Linked DNA regions of Triticum aestivum: region 2 is linked to region 1. The links are chromatin contacts, called in public Hi-C maps. All regions are on one chromosome and are shown on one strand. The core of a region is the stretch at or near the end of the contact, and the rest is flanking DNA. Distances in the headings are between cores, read along the strand shown. Region 1 has its middle 79 kb from the start of TRNAA-UGC. Region 2 has its middle 14 kb from the start of LOC123160042.

Evidence for each region. A called contact is a pair of places that touch in the nucleus more often than the background predicts.
Region 2: a Hi-C map of leaf shows a contact between it and region 1, with 6 times the contacts expected there. The contact joins two enhancer-like sites. A contact is called at or near these places in 3 of 5 Hi-C or Micro-C datasets (leaf and an unstated tissue).

What each region holds. Positions count from the first base shown.
Region 1 is chr7B:99,125,034-99,127,947 of IWGSC CS RefSeq v2.1, forward strand. No RefSeq gene overlaps it. Among protein-coding and RNA genes, the nearest start is that of TRNAA-UGC, 79 kb to the right of the region's middle. Within about 2 kb of position 1,263, at least 1 of the 8 cell types and tissues checked has an H3K27ac peak or open chromatin away from gene starts, as enhancers often do.
Region 2 is chr7B:99,437,050-99,439,899 of IWGSC CS RefSeq v2.1, forward strand. No RefSeq gene overlaps it. Among protein-coding and RNA genes, the nearest start is that of LOC123160042, 14 kb to the left of the region's middle. Within about 2 kb of position 1,417, at least 3 of the 8 cell types and tissues checked have an H3K27ac peak or open chromatin away from gene starts, as enhancers often do.

The DNA of each region.
Region 1 (2,914 bases), core at 13-2,512:
AGATTAGGCCTAATTCTAATCAAGTCAGGCTAGCTAGTACACATATACGTACGTACATATTGTTGAGAGGGCCGATCGTTGGGGGGGGGGGGGGGGGGGGGGTTCTAGCCCCTGCTCGCCCCCCCCCCCCCCCCCCCCCCCCGCCCCCCCTTTTCTCCGCCCCTGGACCGGCCAAAGAACGGCCATGCACACAGCCATAGAGAAGCGCATTTTTCTAGCTAGTTAACCAGCTGGCCACTCCTTACCATCCGTATGCATAATAACGGAAGCTTGCACAAATTGAACTCCACTGAACAGGCCATGCTCAAGGCTTGCACGTTATCAAAAAGGACGCTCGGGCATGGTAGCAGCCGCGGCAGAGAGGATAACGGGGTGCCATGCTGTTCTTTACTGCTGCTCTGCTTGTTTAAAAAGAGGTCCGGGGCTCTTTTTTTAATACAGAGAAAAAACCATGGTTCAGTAAATACTATAGTATTAAGAACACAGTTTTTAAGGGCAACCAAATACCTCATTGTAAATAAAACTATGGTAATCTTAGAAACTGTAGTATTCTCAAAATACTTAGAAAATACTTTGCTTTTTGTATGGTAATCTTAAAAGCAAAATCTTTTTTTATGTGCTCTTTGTTTCATTTTCCCTCTATTTTATGCACATTTTTTATACTTATAAACAATATTCGTATACATGTTAAACATTCGAAATACATATTAAAATTAAAATAAATAATTTTTAATGTCTACATCAAAATTATTTTTATACACGTTTAACTTTTCTTTAATGCATGATTAGAATTTTTAAATAGAATGATGCACATTTTCTTCAAATCCATGCTTGATGTCTACTTTTTCATAAACATTGTACATTTTTCACATATATATATCTGAAATATGTTTAATATTTTGAAAAAATGCCATTATCATTTTATTGATAAATGTGAAACACATTATTTTGTATACTATCACCATTTTTTGAATTAAGCTAACATTTTTTTACATTGCGTTATCATTTTTCATATTAATGATACTTTTTATTAATTTAATGTTTTCAAATGTTTCTATTTATAATTTTTTGGAATATCAGAATAAATGGAAAATCATATAAATTAATAAAGAAAAAATTGGTGAAAAGCAGTGCTCCCCACTTGCAATAGATGAGATTTTGCTTTTGTGTTGCTTGGACGCTGGCGAGCTAGGTGCGCGAAGTTGTTAGGCCCGAGTATGACTATGTCTCGCTTAAATCGAAACCTATGGTATGCCGGCTTCAAGGTTGTACTGGTGGGATGGCCCAGTATACCCAGCCGCAAGTAATGGGCAGGCCCACCGTCCAGGTTAGTTCGTTTTAAGAGTTTCTATTTATTTTTATTTTATTTGTTCACCCTAATTTTTCTTTATTTTGTTTATATTTTTTATTTTATGTACATATACTCGAAACTGAATTTAACTTCCAAAAGGTTAAAATCGAGAATTTAGATATGTTGATAGGTTTCCAAAAAAAATTGTGACATTAAAAAAATGTACATGCATTCCAAAAAGATGTACATGGAATTGTTGAAAAAATGTTTATACAATGCAATAAACTGTTCCTGTAATTCAAAAAAAATTAAACATGTATAAAAAAATATTTCAAATGTATAAGAAAAAATGACTAGTGTATGGAAGAAAGTAGACATCAAAAAATATATGTGAAAAATAAGATCAATCATGTAGTATATGAGAAATCTTAAACCTGTATTAAAAAAATTATGTATACCAAAATACTACAATGTGAATGTAAACAATAGACACCAAACTTATATTCAAAAATAAAATCTAATTATTTATTTCTGAAAAATGTTAAACCTTTAGTAAACAAAATGTTAAACTTGCATAAAAAATGTTTATTTGCATAAGAAAAACTGTAAGATGTGTACACAAAGAGTAGACATCAAAACATATGTGTGAAAAAATGCTAATCATATATATGACAAATGTTAAACCTATGTAAAGTATCTTTCAGATTTATAAAAAAAAGTATATTGTATATGAAAACAATAGACAAAAAACCTATATTTTAAATAAATATTAATCATGTATTCGTATTTGAAAGCTGTTAAACTTGTACTCCCTACTGATCTAAAAGATGTTATATTAGTTTACAGAGCGAGTATTTAGAAAATGTTCTTGATGTATACGAAAAGTGTACAACGTGTAACAAAAATATTGACATGCGTTGAAAAGGAGAAAAAGTAAACTAAGAAACCCAAAGAAAGAAACAATGAAAACTGTAGAGAAAAATAAAATTAAAAAGAAAACCAAAAAACCAGAGAAAGACCAGTGAAAAAAAATAAAAGAGACCCAAAACAAGAAAATCAGATAAAGCAAGAAAATAAATAAATAAACAAAAAAAAGGAAAAACAACAACTGAAAACTAAGAAAGGAACAAAAAATTCAGAGAATAATAAAAGAAGAAAACCAATGCAAAAGAGTGAAAATGGTGAAACTGACAAAGAAAGAAAGGAAACTGGAAATATTAAAAAAAACTAAAGAAAAACAAAGAACAAAGAGAAGAAAAAAACCAAAAAAGGCTGCAGAAAACCAGCGAGAAACTACATCTAACGATTGTCTTCGATCGAAACTTGAGCAAGCCACCAACGAACGGGAGAAAAAGAAATGGGCCGACCCAAAGCCTACGCGAGGAAGAAAAAGATTCAAGCAATGGGGCATTGTATCTTTCTATAAACGAGATATAGCTCCCACTCTTTTTTTTTCTCAAAAAAAAAAGATATAGCTCCCACTCTATTCGGTTGACTGGTTTGCTTTGTCTATGAGGTAGTTAGGCAGAGAAAGGGCCAGTCAGGATAAGGGAGGGGAAATAAAGAAATAATAGGGTTGGACGGCAGCTGACATTTAGTCCAAATAAAATAGCAAACGACCTC
Region 2 (2,850 bases), core at 167-2,666, 310 kb after region 1:
AATTTTTTCAAAACACAAACATTTTTTGGAATTACAAACAATTTGTTCAAAACACATTTTCTTCAAAAGTTCAAAAAAATAAATATTTTAGGAATATGTGAACAAAATTGGACAAGCTGGAACATTTTTTGAAATTAGAGAACAATTTTCGAATTTATGATTTTTTTTAGAAATGAGAACATTTATTCAAATTCCTCGAACATATTTGACTTTGTGAACTAAGTTTCAAAAACACTAATTTTTCAAAATTTTGAACATATTTTGAAAGTGAGAACTTTCTTGGAATTCCCTATGATTTTTTGAATTTGTGAATAAACAGATAAAATGCATATTTTTTTTGAAATTCTGAACATTTTCTGGAAAGTTGTGAAAAGTTCTGAAAAGATACCATAAGCCGCTGAAGATTAGATCTTTTTCTAAAATTTTGAAACTGATTTTTTTAAACGCGAACATTATTTGGGAAACTCATTATTTTTATGGAAAAAAGGAAGAAAATTGAATAGGAGGAGAACATTTTTCGAAATTCTGAATAATTTTCTGAAAACGCAAACATTTCTTGAGGAACAATATTTTTTCAAAAAAACATGAACATTTTTTAAAATTACGAACGATTTTACAAAAATCCAAAACTCCTTTGAAATTCCTGCGCACATTTTTTGAATTTGCGAATTTTTCAACGTGACATTTTTTTAAAGTTGAGAACAAATTTCCCAAATGGTATTATTTGCTGAAGTTGTGAACAAATTTGGATAATAGGAACATTATTTAATTGTCAAAAAAATTGAATTTGTGAACAAAATATAAATATACAAATATTTTTGAATTTGTCAAAAAAATTGAATCATGAACATTCTTTAATATGCTAACAGAATTTAAAAACAGGAACAATTTTATTGAAGTTCTTGAATATTTTTTATTTTGTGAATAAAATTTAAAATGCGAACCTTTTTGAAATTCTATTTTTTTTATGAATTTTAGGAAACAATTCAAATAGCGAACAAAATTTGAAATTTTAAACTTTTTATAATTCCGAACATTTTTTCTAATGAAGCGGACAAAACTTGAAAATCTTGTTTTTTGGAATTTCGGAAGAAAATATTTCTTGGAATTTAAAATAATTATGAAGTAGAAAAAAGAAAAAGTGTAAGAAAATAAAAATAAAAAGAAAAAACGACAAAGAAGACAAGTAGAAAAATGAAAAATGAAAAAGAAACTGCAAAAGAGGAAACCGGTTTCAGGAACCTACTAGAAGGTTCCCAAAACCGAAAAAAACCAGCTGGAAACATCATGGAAGGTTCCTATCCTGAAGCGCTAAATGGGCGGGCCCACCCCCGAAGGATCCCTTGAGCGAAACAGTTACAACTTGTCGCAAAGAGCGGCAAATAGGGTATTCCGAAGAAGAGGGTGGTCCCCTGTATTTGTTTGAAAAGAAACGTCGCCCATAGCGCCACAATTGGGTCGGCCCAGTAACCTGCGTTGTAGCTAGCCCAGAGCGGCCGCTCATACTAAATTCTCCTATGCCCTAAAAAAACTAAATTTTCCTATAAAAGCAGAGCTTCATCTCAAAAAATAAAGTAAAAAGCAGAGCTCAAATACCTTTTTCCCAAAGAAATACTGCCCCTTTCACTATTATAAGAGTTTTGGCTACTTTAACATAAATTATATACAGACTAAAATAAATGAACAAACACACCAATACGTGTCTACGTACATCTTTTTTTTAATATTTTATAATAATGAATGGAGAGGGTAGCTCCTAAGTATCGAGCTAGGCTCGAGTACAACTATAGAGCACCGTTCCCTCCCTAATAAAACCTGCACCTGCATCGGAGTAATCTTACTCCTATAATCTCAAAGAAAAAACCTGGTGAATTTTTGTGCCAAAAGAGATTGAAAGAAGCACCTGCTAATTTTGCGCATTAACCAATAAATCAAGCCAAGCACGCAAATTTAACCTCGTTTGAATCATCTGGCTTATTTGTATACGTATGTATTTGTATTCATGTTCATCTTTTACGTTCTTCTTACATCTTAACATACACTTAAACATAATATAATGCAAATTCTAATTGTAGACTGCACACTACTTACCGTGCATGCTTATCTCGTGCATCCAATCGAGATCCTGCAGTCATGAGTGTCTGTGAGCATCTACAATTGTACTTTGTTCAAAAGTAATAATAATCTTGCAGTCAGAGGCTGAGCTAGCATGTAGGTGTGGGTTCAGATATGAACCCAACAAATTTTTCATGCCACATACATACATGTATACACGTGGTCACATGTTTTTTTGTAGAATCACATGTTGTCACATGTATGAATCTGAAATTACTAATTAAGAAGTACCTTTTACAAAGATCACTCCCACTTCTTCAGGTTGCCCAAGGGGCGCACTGCATATGCGCCACTTGTCGTAACCTGTTGTTGTTCAGTAGCATCTTGTATCCTTCTACCGCCTTCTTCTTCTTCTTCTTCTTCTTATTCTTCTTCTTCTTCTTCTTTCGTGTTGTCTCGGTGGTTGTATACTCGGCTGTTGCTTTATCTATATCAATATAAAAAGATTCAAAGGGGCAGATCCAACTGATTTCGGCCATCAAACTAAGTCAATCCAACGACCTAGACTGCTGCAATGACGAGCATTCAACGCGTTTAACATGCAATCAATATCATACCAAATATTGCACTAATCACAGAATTAACACACAAATAATAGCATACCTAATATCTGCGTGCAATTGATATATTGCCTAAATATTAACGTGCATTGCACGTGCGCATTTACTAGTAATATAAAGCGACGGAATCTTTTATCGTCATTTATTTAAAATGTTTTACCTCTTAAACTGTGTG